2 separate regions of the Gossypium hirsutum genome follow, and region 2 is linked to region 1. The links are chromatin contacts, called in public Hi-C maps. All regions are on one chromosome and are shown on one strand. Each heading gives the region's core, a stretch centred on a gene start, on an enhancer-like site or on the middle of the called end of the contact. The rest is flanking DNA. Distances are from core to core; before and after follow the strand shown. Region 1 holds the start of LOC107919046 (xylan glycosyltransferase MUCI21). Region 2 holds the start of LOC107920122 (UDP-glycosyltransferase 13).

Region 1 (7,106 bases), core at 126-2,625:
TTCTGAAATATTAGCTTAAAATTTTGCCCAAACTCACTTATATTTGTAAATGGCTAATTCCAACCCATTTTAAGTCTGCCCATATTATTTTTAAAAATTTCATTTTTTATTAAAATTTTATATATAGTCACCTTAACAATTTTTAATGTTTATGTCATACTAGTATTATGTACTACTCTAGATTTAATTTTTGTATTATAAATTACATAATATATAAAAATAACATAACATATTTAAAAACGGACCAGGCTCGGGCCTCAAATATTTGAGCCCGATTCCAACCCACATTTTAAGCGATGCCTTATTTTTTTTCCCAAATATATTTTTCGGGCCTAATATTTTTGTGTAAACTCTCTTAAATTTTGAGCAGACTTTTGGGTTTGGGCAACTAACCTAACCCATGAATAATGCATTTTACTGTTTAGAAAATAATTTTATGTTTTATCTAAAATGTTAATTTATTAAAAAAATAACAGCATAAATTTAAATTGTTATAAATACTTGATTAATGAGTGTAATAAAAAGGTATGTTTGGAGATTAAAATCAAAAGTAGTTTTGTAAATGGATGTGGGCAGTTGTTAGTGATATATTAAGCATCCCAACAAACAGAGCATAAATTAATGCAATAATGCAAAGAGGTGAAGAGGTCAAAGGATATGGAAGCTTGTGCGGTTGGTAGAACTAGAAACAGCAATCCAGCCAGGCATCAAATATAATGGAGTTTGAATGGTGATCAACTCGGTTAAATTTCATTATCTAACCTTCAAACCAATTTTGAACTCCTACACTTCCGCTTACTTAACCTTGGCTTATATCATCGGTATTTTTAAGGGGTAAATATCAATATGTATTTTCTTCATACAGCTCTCAATCCCTAAACTCTAACACAATAATAATTTTATCAAAAATATTAAAACATTTGATTTTAGCTTATTCACCAAATTGAATTCAAACTCATTTTCAAATCAAACTTGAATCGCTCAGAAATTTCATTTACATTTCTCAACAAGGATTATGAAGTTTTAATTTTATGGTACCTTGATTATTGTTGAAGGTATCGGTGGGGGAGGACGTGGCTGCAATGATGTTGTTTATCCTGGAAATCGACGACATGCTGAGGCTCATCGTATGAAACCACAACAACAGTAAGCAAAAAAGGGTGGTCGCAATGGCGGCTCTCGAGCTCCCAAGTATCTTCTTCATCGCCCTAACCAAAAAGCGCCAAAATCCTTTCAATGCAATGCCATAAAAATATTCAACCTATATATATAAGTGGTGAAGAAAACTGTACCTATGTTAGTGTTTGAAAAGAAATGAAAGAATGGAAGAAATGATTTGGGTTTATTTAAGGTGTAATCGATGCCTTGTATTTGGGAACTTGTTTTACGATGAAGGGAGGGAATCTTAAATAAGCCCATCAATTTTGGACTTAGTTACCTACCTTTTTTTTTATTTTTAATTATTTGAATTTATATATTATTTATTATGGCATGCCACACACTCATTCAATTATGAGTATATATAGTATATATTTCCTCTATTATGATTGGAAAATAAAGAAGTTAATATTTAATACATATTAATGGATTTTGAAAAATCTCGTCATTGATGAATGAAATTGGGTTGAATCAAGTTAACGATATTTTAATTCAGTTTGAAATTTTGGTAGTGATTAGTATGTAGAGGGCCATCCGCTTTCCCATGCATCCCTTGTCTTGTGAAATTTATTTAAAAATAAAAAATTTAGGGACTGTATTAAAAAGCATAAATTTAATTAAAAAAATTAGATTGGATGTTTTAATTAGGTAAGATGTAAGTATGCATATATAAACGGCCTGCTACATTTTCAATTGACCTTCTTATGAGCCCATATACTTCTCAATTGGGCAATGTCCATTCAACTATGGGCTATTTGACAGTACCTCAAAAGCAATCATCTATGAAGAACCTAAGATAAAGACATTTGTGGCAAAACTACTAGATATAAAATGAAGCCAAATATGAATCTCCACTATTGGTTGATTGCCTCCAATTCTCAATGTGTTGAAAATGACCAAGACACCAAGTTGGCCAGTCTAAAAGCCAATTTTTTCTCCTTTTGTCTGACATAGAATAACTATAATTTATTACATTTCTTTTATAGTAAGGTCACATCATAGTGGGATGCTTTCAATTTTCATGGCCTAACTTAGTCATGTAATGTTACGTTTGATTAAAGTATTAAATTTTTTCACATATTTTAATTATTATTTAGCTACAAACTAATTATAACTTGTAATTTTTAATCATTCACAAAGAGGGAAAATTTTCCCCTTATCTTACTTTTTGTGATTGTTTTTACTTATTTTAATCACATATTTTAATTTTATAATAATTATTCTTTATTTATTTTATGTCAGAACATAAATGTTCTGAATTTTTTCTTATATTATTACATTATATTATTACATTAATAATCAAGTTAAAAGTCAAAAATACAACACTTCAATTAAAATTAATGTAACACACTTACTTGAATAGTTATTAAATCTAGGGGTGAGTCTTCGGTCGAATCGAATCGAATGAAAAAATTTTGAATTAATTGAGTTGGCAAATCTTATTTTATCATCCTAACTCGATTTGAAATTTTCTCGAATCGAGTCCAGTGAGATGGAATTCCAATCGAATCGAATCAAATATATTTGTTCGAGTTAAATTAAAAAAAAAAGATTTTGGGTCCTTGTAATTACTGACGCCCACCATAATCAAATTTGTTATTAATTTTCATCCCCCATAATTTATTTATTAATCTTTTATATACGGGTTAGCTTCTTTGCTTACTTAGTTGCTTCAATTATCTTCTTATTCTTGTCACTATGTATTTTGAAATTAAAAAATATATTAAATGTAAAAAATGTGATTTTTTAATAAAAGTTATCTTAAAGATAAAATGTCAAATTAATACCAACATAAAAATTTAACACGAATATTTTATGGCATCATCAATAATTCAATTTTAACAAAAATTTATAAAGCTTCAATATGATTAAACAATTCAATAATATAAATAGTCTAAAATGCGAAATTTAATTTAATAATATAAATTGTAGATAGAAATAAAATTATTACTGTTTAGGTTTAGAGATTTTGTTGGATGGTTTTAATTTTTGATTTGAGGGTAAAGGGTGAGAAGTAAAAGTTTAGAGAAAAAAAAAGTTTTGGGGGTTGAATGAGTAAAATTTTGGGGGAAGTAAACGAGGGAGTAAAATTTGGGGGATATATTAAAAAAAAGGGGGAGGGGGATGAGAGGAGAGTAAAAGGTTTGGAGGAAAAGTGAGAGGGAGTAAAAGTTTTGAATGGAAAGTAAAGAGGTTTGGGAGTTTGGGGTAAAAATCAAACTTGATTAATTCGATTTATTCAAATTATTCGAAGTCAAAAATCAAACTTGATACGACCTCGAAATTCGAAAAAATTCAAGTTAACTCAAACAACTCGATTAATTCGAATAACTCGGTTTGTTTAGGTGATTTTTTTATTCTCATAATATTATAAAAAAAGAAGAAGAAAAGGGGTATTTTTCATTTTCTTGGGTTTTATGTATTCTTTGAATAGCATCGTATCGAATAAATCTCTAATTTTCAATTGAAATGATTTGGACAGTCCATTCAATTCAATTTTACATCATTAAAATTATTCTTTTATTGTGACAAGAAAAATTTAAGTTTGCAAATAATTATGATATTTTATATTAAAGAGGAATGTTGATTATACTTAACTTTATTCTTACTTAATAATGGATGTCTAATAATTTTAAGTTGTGGTTTATTAGTATGCTTGTTTCTCTTTTTGGGAATAGTTTGAATTTGAATCATTGTTGTACTAAAAAAATTAATGAATATCTAAATTTTGCTTGAAATCCATAGCTTTCAAAAGTTTAGAACAATGTTGGGGATATAAACAATAAGATAGTAAAAATGAAGAAGAATGAGTACAAATATTCTACGTGGAAGGCCCTCAAGGAGGGAAAAACCACGAGAAAAAGAGGTATTGTCTTTTCACTAAATAAGAGTACAATATGGAGAAAATAAACTTAAATGTACAATACGTAATACCCAAACCTTGAAAATAAAACCCTAACTTAGGAACAAAATTCTCTCCATAGTTAACACCAAAACACCATATACGACTATATCTTGTCGCGCTTAAAGAAAAGCCCTAGCTGATCGGCGTCACAAAATAGGGATATAATGACCCCTTTAAATAGGCTTAGATTAGAGTTCTAATCATATTAAAATATCCCTGGAATAATCAGAGTTCAACTGGGAGAAAAAGTCATGCTTGGAGTTTAAAACGTGGCTACATTAGGTGAGATATCATCGCGACGCCACGACTCTTCTCATGATGACATCACCCCTGCTCCTGCCTCAAGAGATCGTCACCTCCTCCCGATGTCCCGACGCCCCTTGTCGTGACGTCGCTCCTTGCTCGTTGCGTCGTCACAACATCACATATCTCTTCATTGTGATATCGTGTGTCTGTTTTTGATAAGTGCCTGCAAAACGTTCGATAAATGCAAGGCACATCCCACAAATAATATTAATGTCGATAAGTGTTATAGGATTTATATCAGTAATCGAAATTGTCAAATTATCGATTCTCAGTTCATCTGATTCAATCATGAAAAATTTTAAAAATAAAAAATAAAAATAAGAATATAAACATTTATTTTAGAAACTATAATAACAAAATTAAATATTTTAACTGATTTCTTTTAACGATTCAATTTACCTTTTACTAACTCAACCTTTCTTCGATTTTATGATACCGAATGAATTACTAATTCAACTTATCGATTCGATAAAGTTTTAACAATAAAAATACTAATCGAATTAATACAAAATTGAAAACAACACTCAAAATCAAAATGAAAGAATTTTTTCAAGGGTAGGACACATAGGAGATGATATATATAAAATTACATTTCCTCATGGCTACACCTTTTTCAGACATGGAATTTTGAAAAGGGGTTTATCATGATGCCTCTATTTGCCAACAAATACATATAAATTATTAATTGCAACTATGATAAACACATCATTCATGGTTGTGACTTTTTCTTTTATTAGGTGGCTGAGATCTCAACAATTGGACAAAGTTTAAAGAGTCAAATTTTGTGTGATTAAACCCATGTTCATGTTATCAAAGTATAATAAAAATATCACCACACCTTTAATAGGAAACAATAAATTTGCCTATTAATGACAATTTGTGCAAACAAAAGATATGGCCACATCAATTTGGGGACCATATAGCCCACACAATTTCCACCATATACTCAAAATAAATTAAAAATTGAAAGTTTCACTACATTCAAATCCAAATCTTTACCTTTATGTAAAAAGAAAAAGAAAAACCCAAACTCTCTTATATTATTATTATTTTTTGAAAGAAAGCTTGTATTTAAGAATTTAAAAATAAATCTAATGAAGCATTATATTTTAGGTATAAGAGTTTATTAATCTCATTTTTCTCTCTCAATTAATATATATAACAAATATTATAATCATTTTTTATTAATAAATAAAATTATAAATTACCATAAAAATAGAAATTTAAATTGATTGAATGTCATTCTATTAAAAAATTGAATGAATCAACTAAATTGAATCTCGATAATATGCATATCTATATCATTGATAAAAAAGTGAGTTAATATGACGTGACAAGTTAACCCAACACAATTTAATTAAAAAAATATTGAGAAAAAATATTTTGAAAGTTATATGAGAGAACCACCTTTAGTTTTTAAAAATAAATTATTCACAGAAAATAAGTTTTTTATTAAAAAACTTTCTTGTTAAAAAAATATTAAAATCATATATTGTTAAATTTTTTATTTATAAATATTTTTAATTGAAATATGCTCCAAGCACATATATATTTTATACATTTTAAATTTAGTCTCATTATTTTTATTTTAAAGAATTTAGTTCTTATACTTTTTAGATTTCAAAATTCAAGTTCAATTGTTAATGTTGTTAAAATTATTTCGTTAATTGATTTGTGCGTCATTTTGAAATTAAAAAAAAAACTCATTTGATAGCCATGTAACAAAAAATGACCTTTTTGCAATGAACTTGAATTTAACAAAGGAATTTTAATAGTATTAAAAAATGAACTTACATTTTTAAATTTGAAAAAAGTATAGGGGCTAAATTTCTTAAAATAAAAGTAGGGGCCTAAATTATTATTAGGCTAAAAAATACCAAAAAAGGTTGAATTGAAATTTTGAAAACTTATACAAACTTTTCTAAATTAAAAACAAATGGAAGAAAAGCATACATGGATCAATTTGTAGTGGTTTGATCTCAATTTTCTACCTCCACTATAATGGTATAGCTTAATAAAATATTTTACGAATTCACTTTATTGAATTGATACCTTTCATAGGTAAAATATAACCTTTACCATCTCTATTTTTATCACAATACTTAGATAAAACATTACCCTTAATTTTTATAGCTCAACTAAAACCTTATAGCTCTTATAAAGGCTCAAATAGAATCCTCTCAATTATCTTTAAGGTTTTCTACTCAAAAACCTTAAACAATCTCTTTAATTACAAAGAGAAAATGAGCAAATCAATGATCAACCTCTAATAGTTAAGTGTTTGCAAGGTTAAGCTCACTAGTACAATGAAATAAGAATAACCAAAAATATTACAATAAGTTCCAAGAGATATGTACAAGAGAAAATGAAGAATTAAAAATTTGGAGACTTTTCTCCTGACCTTTTAGCCTGTATTAGCTTTTTTGTGTCTTGTGTTTTTTTACTTGTATTTATATCAATGAAATGAAATTTAACCGTTATGAATGAATTAGAGTCGTTGCAAGCATTAATTTCATGCTAAAAAAATGGCCTTATAAACCAAATATTGATACCCACAAATAGGTTATCAACATTTACTATGAAATGCAACTATTACTAATCGTTATGACACCTAGGTTATCAATACATGCCTGCATGAATCGATGCATTTAGGCTGAGTATCAATATCTACGAGGTATGTACTGATACATTGCCTCTCAATTTGATTTTGAAGCTACTGACATGCAATGTATGCAAT
Region 2 (7,135 bases), core at 1,473-3,972, 160 kb after region 1:
AAATTCCCTTCTTCAGCTCTTCTTCAAGCTCTGGAACAGTGTCTTCAGCATATTCTCACAACCCTCACCAGCCTTTGACCTTTGCTTTGCCACTTCACTGATCCTTGCACATTCCATTTTCATCCTTTGGTTCCCCATCAGGTCCTTGATTTTGTCCCCAATCTCCACACCCTTCACCAAATGGTTCGATCCCCACCCCCAGCTCTTCATACAAAGCCCCCATCCACCTGCCTCTATCACCTCAGCATTGATCATTTGGTCCCCTTGTTGTGGCCATCCGAGGACTGGTATCCCATGCCAAGCTGCCTCCACCACCGAGTTCCATCCACAATGGCTTATGAACCCACCAACAGCTTTTTGACTCAGTATCTGCCATTGGTCCACCCATTCTTTTACAACCAATCCATTATTCTCAATCTTTTTCATCAAACGGTGTCCAAGGATCTCATCTAAACCTTCTTCTTCTTCTTTGTCAACCACTTTACTCTTCACCACCCACAAAAATTTACGTCCACTCAGTACTAAGCCATAGCCTAGCTCTCTTATTTGCTCTTTTGACATTGCTGTCCTACTCCCAAAGCTGACATAAACCACTGAACTTTCCTCTTGATTCTCCAGCCACTTCAATGGTGCGAATAAAGATATCCTTTCCACTTCCAAGGGCAGGAAAGGGCCGAGAGGGAAAACTGGAGGCAACCCTTTTGTTAAATTTCCACTAGCAAGCATCTCCAGTGGTTCTTTTTCAAGTTCTTCAAAAGAATTGATCAAAACTCCATTGAAATGCTTGAGGCTTCCACTGTCGTCTGAGAAATTCTTTGTGAAGGAGCTGTTTGAGTCCAAAAGTATTGGAGGAAGTGACTCCTTGGGAATCGATGAAGGAATGGAAGGGAAACAGGAGAAAAGGGACAACATTCTAGCTGATGAAGTGAAGAGGATGTAGTTAGGGAGACATAGCTTTGCAGTGACTGAAATCACAGATGACATCAATGTCACATCAGTGATGATGAACGAGAGTGGTGGAGATGAGAGGGGAAAGCAGGTGAGCTGATTGGCGAATGGTTTCCCATTGGAGTTGAAAAGGGTCAGTGATGTTAGCAGCCACGGGATCTAGAGGGATGGTGTGAAACTTCTTTTGGGTGATTTGTGGGAAAGCGGATAGGAAAGTGGAGATGAGCTGAGATTCAGCTGAAGAAACAATAGGGTGAGTGGTGATTAAAGTGAGTGACCATTGGTGGTGGATGAGTGAGGCAGCAAGTCTAAGGTAAGGTAGCAGATGACCCATGCCTGAGCTTGGGAGCAAAGCAACATGAAGATTACCATCAGAGCTTGACATTGTTAGCTAAAGACTTGAAACCAACCCAAATGAGTAGACAAAATGGGTGAAGGAAGATCTAGGCTTTCATAAGCTGTGGAGTTTGGTAGTTGGGGATGTAAACCTAATCCCACCAGGATTAGGTATGAAATATAGGTAAAGATTTAAGTCTGTACTTGTGAAGCACCTTTTTATGTCTGAGACAACTGTCAGTATTTTGGCTTGAATTGGTTCTGCTGGTCTCCACACTAGTCCCAATGCTCATTTTTCTTGTACCTATATGTAATTATTGATGAAATTAAGACAGGCAAGAATGGTAGGTCTGAGTGTTATCTCATGAGAGGCTCAGAGTAGTTGAAAGGGGAATAAAATAAAGAAGCAATAGCACTAAGTCCTGCTGACCGAGCTTGATGTTTTCTTAAAGTTCTCGAGTTTTAAGTGAAGTGATGAAGAAAATAATGTGAAAAGAGCTTTTCTCCTTGAGATTACTAATGTTTCTAGATTTGCTGGTCAGGTCAGGCTAGATCCACTTAAAATTTTAAGTTTTTTTAGTACCTTGTTTTGAATTTAAAATTTTGTCTAAATTTAGTTTAAATTAAAAATATTAAACACGAAAGTGATTTGACTTATTCGTATTAACTTTTTTAAATTATTTTTATACAGAAATAAATTTAAAAAATATAATACATTAAATCAACTAAAAATATTAAAATAAATATTTTCTAACAAATTAAAAATATATTAAGAAAAGTTTTTATACTTGAATAACAAGTTGCAACTTAGCAAGTAAATGTGTCTAAAATAGTAGCAAAAGTAATGATAAAATAAAGATTATATAATATCCAAACAATAACAACAAAATAGTAATAATATAATAACAAATTAGTAGTAAAACAACAACGAAATGACAACAAAACTGTAATGAATCAACAATAAAACATTGAGTCGAGCTGGGCCGAGCTTAGGCAAAAAAATCCTACTCAAGGCTAGGCTCGTTTAGAAAACAAACCTTATTTTTGTTCAAGTCTATTTTCTAAACTTATATTTTTGTCTAAAATCTTTACTTTTTTGAAATGACTTCGAGTTTGAAGGGTGACCCAGCCATGATGAAGTTTAAATATCCACTACCACCTCATAATATTGTCATCATTGAAGAACGGCTTAAACTGCACAAATTAAGAAGATAGTGACAGTTTAAAATCTGAAGAACTTGTTAAGAAAAAACAAGTACTTCCATTGCAAATCCAGAAAATAGGCGAAGATATATGTACCCCAAAGGGGTGACCTGAGAACACAAGCTATTTGGTTAAGGGATGACCTGTGTTCTTAGGTGGCACCCCTCTGGGGTAAACCATCTTGGCTAAGTGGGTGACTTCCTGCGTTTAAGAATTTTAGGATGGATTGGGTTTTGCAATGACTCCATTCTGCCCTTTTAAATACACAGAAACTGTTGCATGAGGACATAATGTGCTCATGCTGATGATTGATGTACAATGGATGTCGACATGCATAATAAAGCCAAAGAATTTGATTAGTCCATTGGGGGGTTGTAAATACCACTGTTGCAAACTTTGCAATAGATTAAATGTGGTTATAAAACAACAACCAAATAAAAATTTGATATTTTCATAAGGTTTTGATAAAAATATATTAATTGTGGACATGAATTTGGATAAAAGAAATTAGTTGTTCCAATAATCAAGACCTTACAATTTTGTAAAAAAAAAATTATATTGTACAATTTTATATGATTTCTTCAAAAAATATATATGATTTATTTATATAAAAATTAAAATATATCCATTCAAAAACAATTAAAATATATAATATTATAGTGTAAATATATTTGAGACTATAAAACTTTAAATTATTTAATTAGTTCAATTCTTATAGTAATTGGTTATGAAAATATTAATATAATTAATATATTAATTGTAACTTTGTTCAAATATATATATATTAATTGAACTAAAAAAGCTGACCAAGGGAGAAACCATCTATATGTATCAATAAAAAATAAAGAATGGAGATTTCTTCTTCGTTGTCTTCTTTGGATGACAAAGTTACTAAGAAAGTTCGTATGCGTTGTAAGGATGCGGGGGAGGACGACCATCTTATGGTAGTGGATGATGATGGCAACCGCAATGGATTCGAGAAACCTGTTACTTCAAGTGTGTCTTTTAAAGATATGTTGCTTGGGATCTCAAGGGGAATGGGGAATAGTATGCATGAATAGGATAAGGATGATCTACAGCTTCTTAATGATGATGTGACTAAGGGAACAGACGATGGTCTACCCTTTATTCGTTTCTCTAACAGGGTTCACCAGATACTATATCAGAGTATGGGTGAGTTTAGATGAGCGATTAGGTGCGGTGCGTTTAGCTTACTTTTTGTCTCACACTACAATATTACTACAGTATTTAATCTCATCGCCACCGCTATATTTACACTAATGCAAGTAAACTCATCGCACGTCCAAACTCAACCTATGTCTCGTACGGTCGTGGTCAAACTATTGGGAAGGAAAATAGGGTTCCAAACTCTCGAATAAGATCTATCATCTGCGGAAACCCTCTACTCCCTTCAAAATCATGGATCTGGGAGAATGATTATTTCATGGTAAAATTCCAGGAGGAATCAGACTATATTCAGGCTCTCACAGAAGGACCTTGGATCATTTTTGAACAGTATTTAAAGGTTCAACCCTGGTCGGAATCTTTCTCAACTAGCCAACCATACCCATCTAATGTAGTTGCTTGGATACATCTTCCGGTCTCCCCGACTTTTTGTACCGGAAGAGTATTTTAATGAGTATTGGGAAGACAATTGGGCATGTCATTAAACTTGACGATGACACGGGTAATGCACATACGGGCCGATTTGTTCCTATGGCGATTTTTCTTGATCTTAATAAGCCATTGGTCTCTAAAATCAAGGTGGATGGCCGTATTCAACAAGTTGAGTATGAGTCTCTCCCAACATTTGTTTTTCGTATGGGCGTTTTGGTCATTTAAGAGATTCTTGCTCGTTTTCACCCAGACATGATCAAGCGACGAAGCAAGGAAGTTATGATGACCCGATTCTGGTTGAGAATAGGGAAGAATCGGATATGTTTGGGCCTTGGATGGTGGTCAATTGCTAGAACAACAGAATGGGTCGAAAACCAGCATTTGGCCGGGAAGAAAGGACAGTAACAGATCATACGGGAACGCGCTTTAACATCCTGCATGATTTTAGGGATGGGAACCAAATTAATATTGGGGATTCTAATCCCGCTAATTCAGCTAGTTTGAAAGGAAAAAGGGTTGCCTTTTGTAACAACCCCTTAATCGAAGGTGAGGCAACCTATAAGGAGAGAGATGTGCAGGCAATCGGCGTCCGTGATTCTGTGTTATCTGCTAAAGATGATATTATGGGTTGTGGCCTAGAGAAGGATAAAATAGATGGGGCTTTAGGTCTAGCTGACCCAAACGCCAATGTCTCTTTCAAGAAGGACATTATTTCTTCCAAGGTAGTAGCTACGTCTTCTATTGGGCTCCGCATTCAAGGGCTTAGTGGACCGTTCAAGATGAGTCCCAAGTCTACTGATTTTAATGAAATTCAGAAGATGACAAATTTGGGTACTGTTGTCTCTTCTCCATCTCCTCTTTCGGGTAATACGGGTGACACAAGCCCAAAGGAAGTCCCACCTTTTTTGAAGATTGGAACATATAATAGGGGGTTGTCTTTGAGTAATTCTTGTATTAGCCCCACTGTGTATCGTTTTGAAGCTCCAAATCAGCAAGCCAAAAGGCACCTCTGTTACCCCTTTGGAAAAATTAGATGTAACGATTTTAAATCCGGAATTCCACTCGGCTATAAAAAATCATTAAAAATCAAAACCCCAATATTCCTTTAGGTGGTATGTCTTCAGGGGCTTCCTCATCTTCGCTGAAATTTAAAGACCACAAACGACTAAGAAGAGGTTCTCGTAATTTTAGAGGTAAAGGTAGTAAATTTAATGTGAAGGCTTTAGGTCGTGAATCTGTTGCTGAAGCAATGACAAGAGTTGTTTATAGGATCAACTCCGATGGTCTGATTGCGGATACTAATAATTCTCAAGGGGAGCACCTGGGCTCTAGCGAAATGACTACTGTCGATGCTTGAGGTGGGTCTGTCGTTTTCATATGTTCTTTTTATCGTATGTTTGATGTTACCAAGTATTTTTGTTTGAAACTGTCATTGGTGTGCATCTCCAAAGTTTTTTAGGGTAGTTAGAGATTACTTTGCTGAGTTTGATGTTGATGTTACGACTTTCCTTGAAACTCGAGTTAATGGTATGAAGGCAGATGGAACCATAGCTAAAATCGGGTTGGATTGCTCTCACAGAATTGAATCTAGAGGTTTTTCTTCTGGGGGGTTTATGGATTTGTTGGAAAAATAGCATTCAGGTTCAGATTATCCTAAATGATCCACAGTTTATTCATTGTCGTTTGGGGAAGAACAGGGGCTCTATGAATGTATTAGTAACTTTTGTTTATGGTTTTCCAGACAAACAAGAACACAAAATCTTATGGGACTGGTTAGAGCAAATTGCTTACTCCATCAACAAGTCTTACGACACCCCAAGTTGGTTCGGTCCGGGTCAATGACGACTCGGTTGGTCCGGTCTAGCCACCGGTTGGATTGTCGGTCCGGTTTCACATACCGAACTCGGTTTAACCAGTTTTTGGGTCTTGATCTGGGTTTTGGGCTCCCGAACTCAATTTACAATCTTAGGTCTAATTTTCAAATTCAATTACCCATTGGGCCAATTGTCTGATTTGTAAATTAACTTCCAAAAATATCATATTAATTTTAATTGATTTAATTAATTTAATTTTATTTGATCAAAATTAATTTTTCCAAAAATCACTTAGATTTTTCAAATTAATTTTTCAAGAAAATTCTTTAATCAAATTCTCTAGTTGGACAATTTTTACGACCGTCAAATTTAATTCCACATCGAATAAATCGAATCAATTCAATTATTCCCAAAGTTGTAGATTTTTTTTTGATTCAATTGCAATCCAATCGAGCTTTTGTTGAGCTAGCGGAAGGATCAATCAGACATATACAATTAGACTATAGTGATTGCAATTATGTCCAGAAGCATCGTTCCGATAATTTGCAATTACTTAATCATGGAGTCAGTCTACAAGAAGTACCATGATTAAAAACTCCTTATTGTATGCTCTTTACGAAAGCAATTCATCTAACTGCTTTGTCCAATGACCTCATCATGTGTCTATTACCACCATATGATATCCTTGATTCTTTTGAGTTAAATCCATTCATTCAATACAATCCTATTTTATCTCATTGTCATTATTGTGTCTTCTTAATGATTAATATGATCATTGTCAACAAATGGCTATGATAAATTGCTCATTCGAGAACAAACAACCTCTGGCCACGTTCCATATTTATCAATCACAATGCCAATGAGAGGATATCATTAACTTTTTAATTGAACTATGAATTCCACTGTTGCTAGTAAAGCCATACCATAAACAAGTCATGTACCCAACATATCATCTATGGACTCGATCATCTTTAGAGCATAAGCCTCCACTTATATCAAAACACATGAGTTACATATGCATGGTCAGTGACTAACTTAGGATTTAGGTAAATCACACCATGAACGTCACAAGTGAATTATTTCACAAACGGATTTAGAATTAATTCATCTTGAGTCTAGTCCAATGTATCATTCTACCAATTAATACATCTATGTCTCTACTCGTGAAGTTAACTGCTTCGATAGCCAAGACTAGCCATCTCCCCAATTGGAATTGT

The links. A called contact is a pair of places that touch in the nucleus more often than the background predicts.
Region 2: a contact with region 1 is called in a Hi-C map of leaf, with 2.1 times the contacts expected there. The contact joins the promoter of LOC107920122 here to the promoter of LOC107919046 in region 1. A contact is called at or near these places in 2 of 34 Hi-C or Micro-C datasets (both in leaf).

The regions. Positions count from the first base shown.
Region 1 is chrD13:15,575,789-15,582,894 of Gossypium_hirsutum_v2.1, forward strand. It overlaps LOC107919046 (xylan glycosyltransferase MUCI21), which reads right to left and starts at 1,376. Exons shown (of 3, transcript XM_016848577.2): 1 at 1,293-1,376; 2 at 1,039-1,208. The coding sequence starts at 1,204.
Region 2 is chrD13:15,730,820-15,737,954 of Gossypium_hirsutum_v2.1, forward strand. It overlaps LOC107920122 (UDP-glycosyltransferase 13), which reads right to left and starts at 2,723. Exons shown (of 3, transcript XR_005922768.1): 1 at 1-2,723.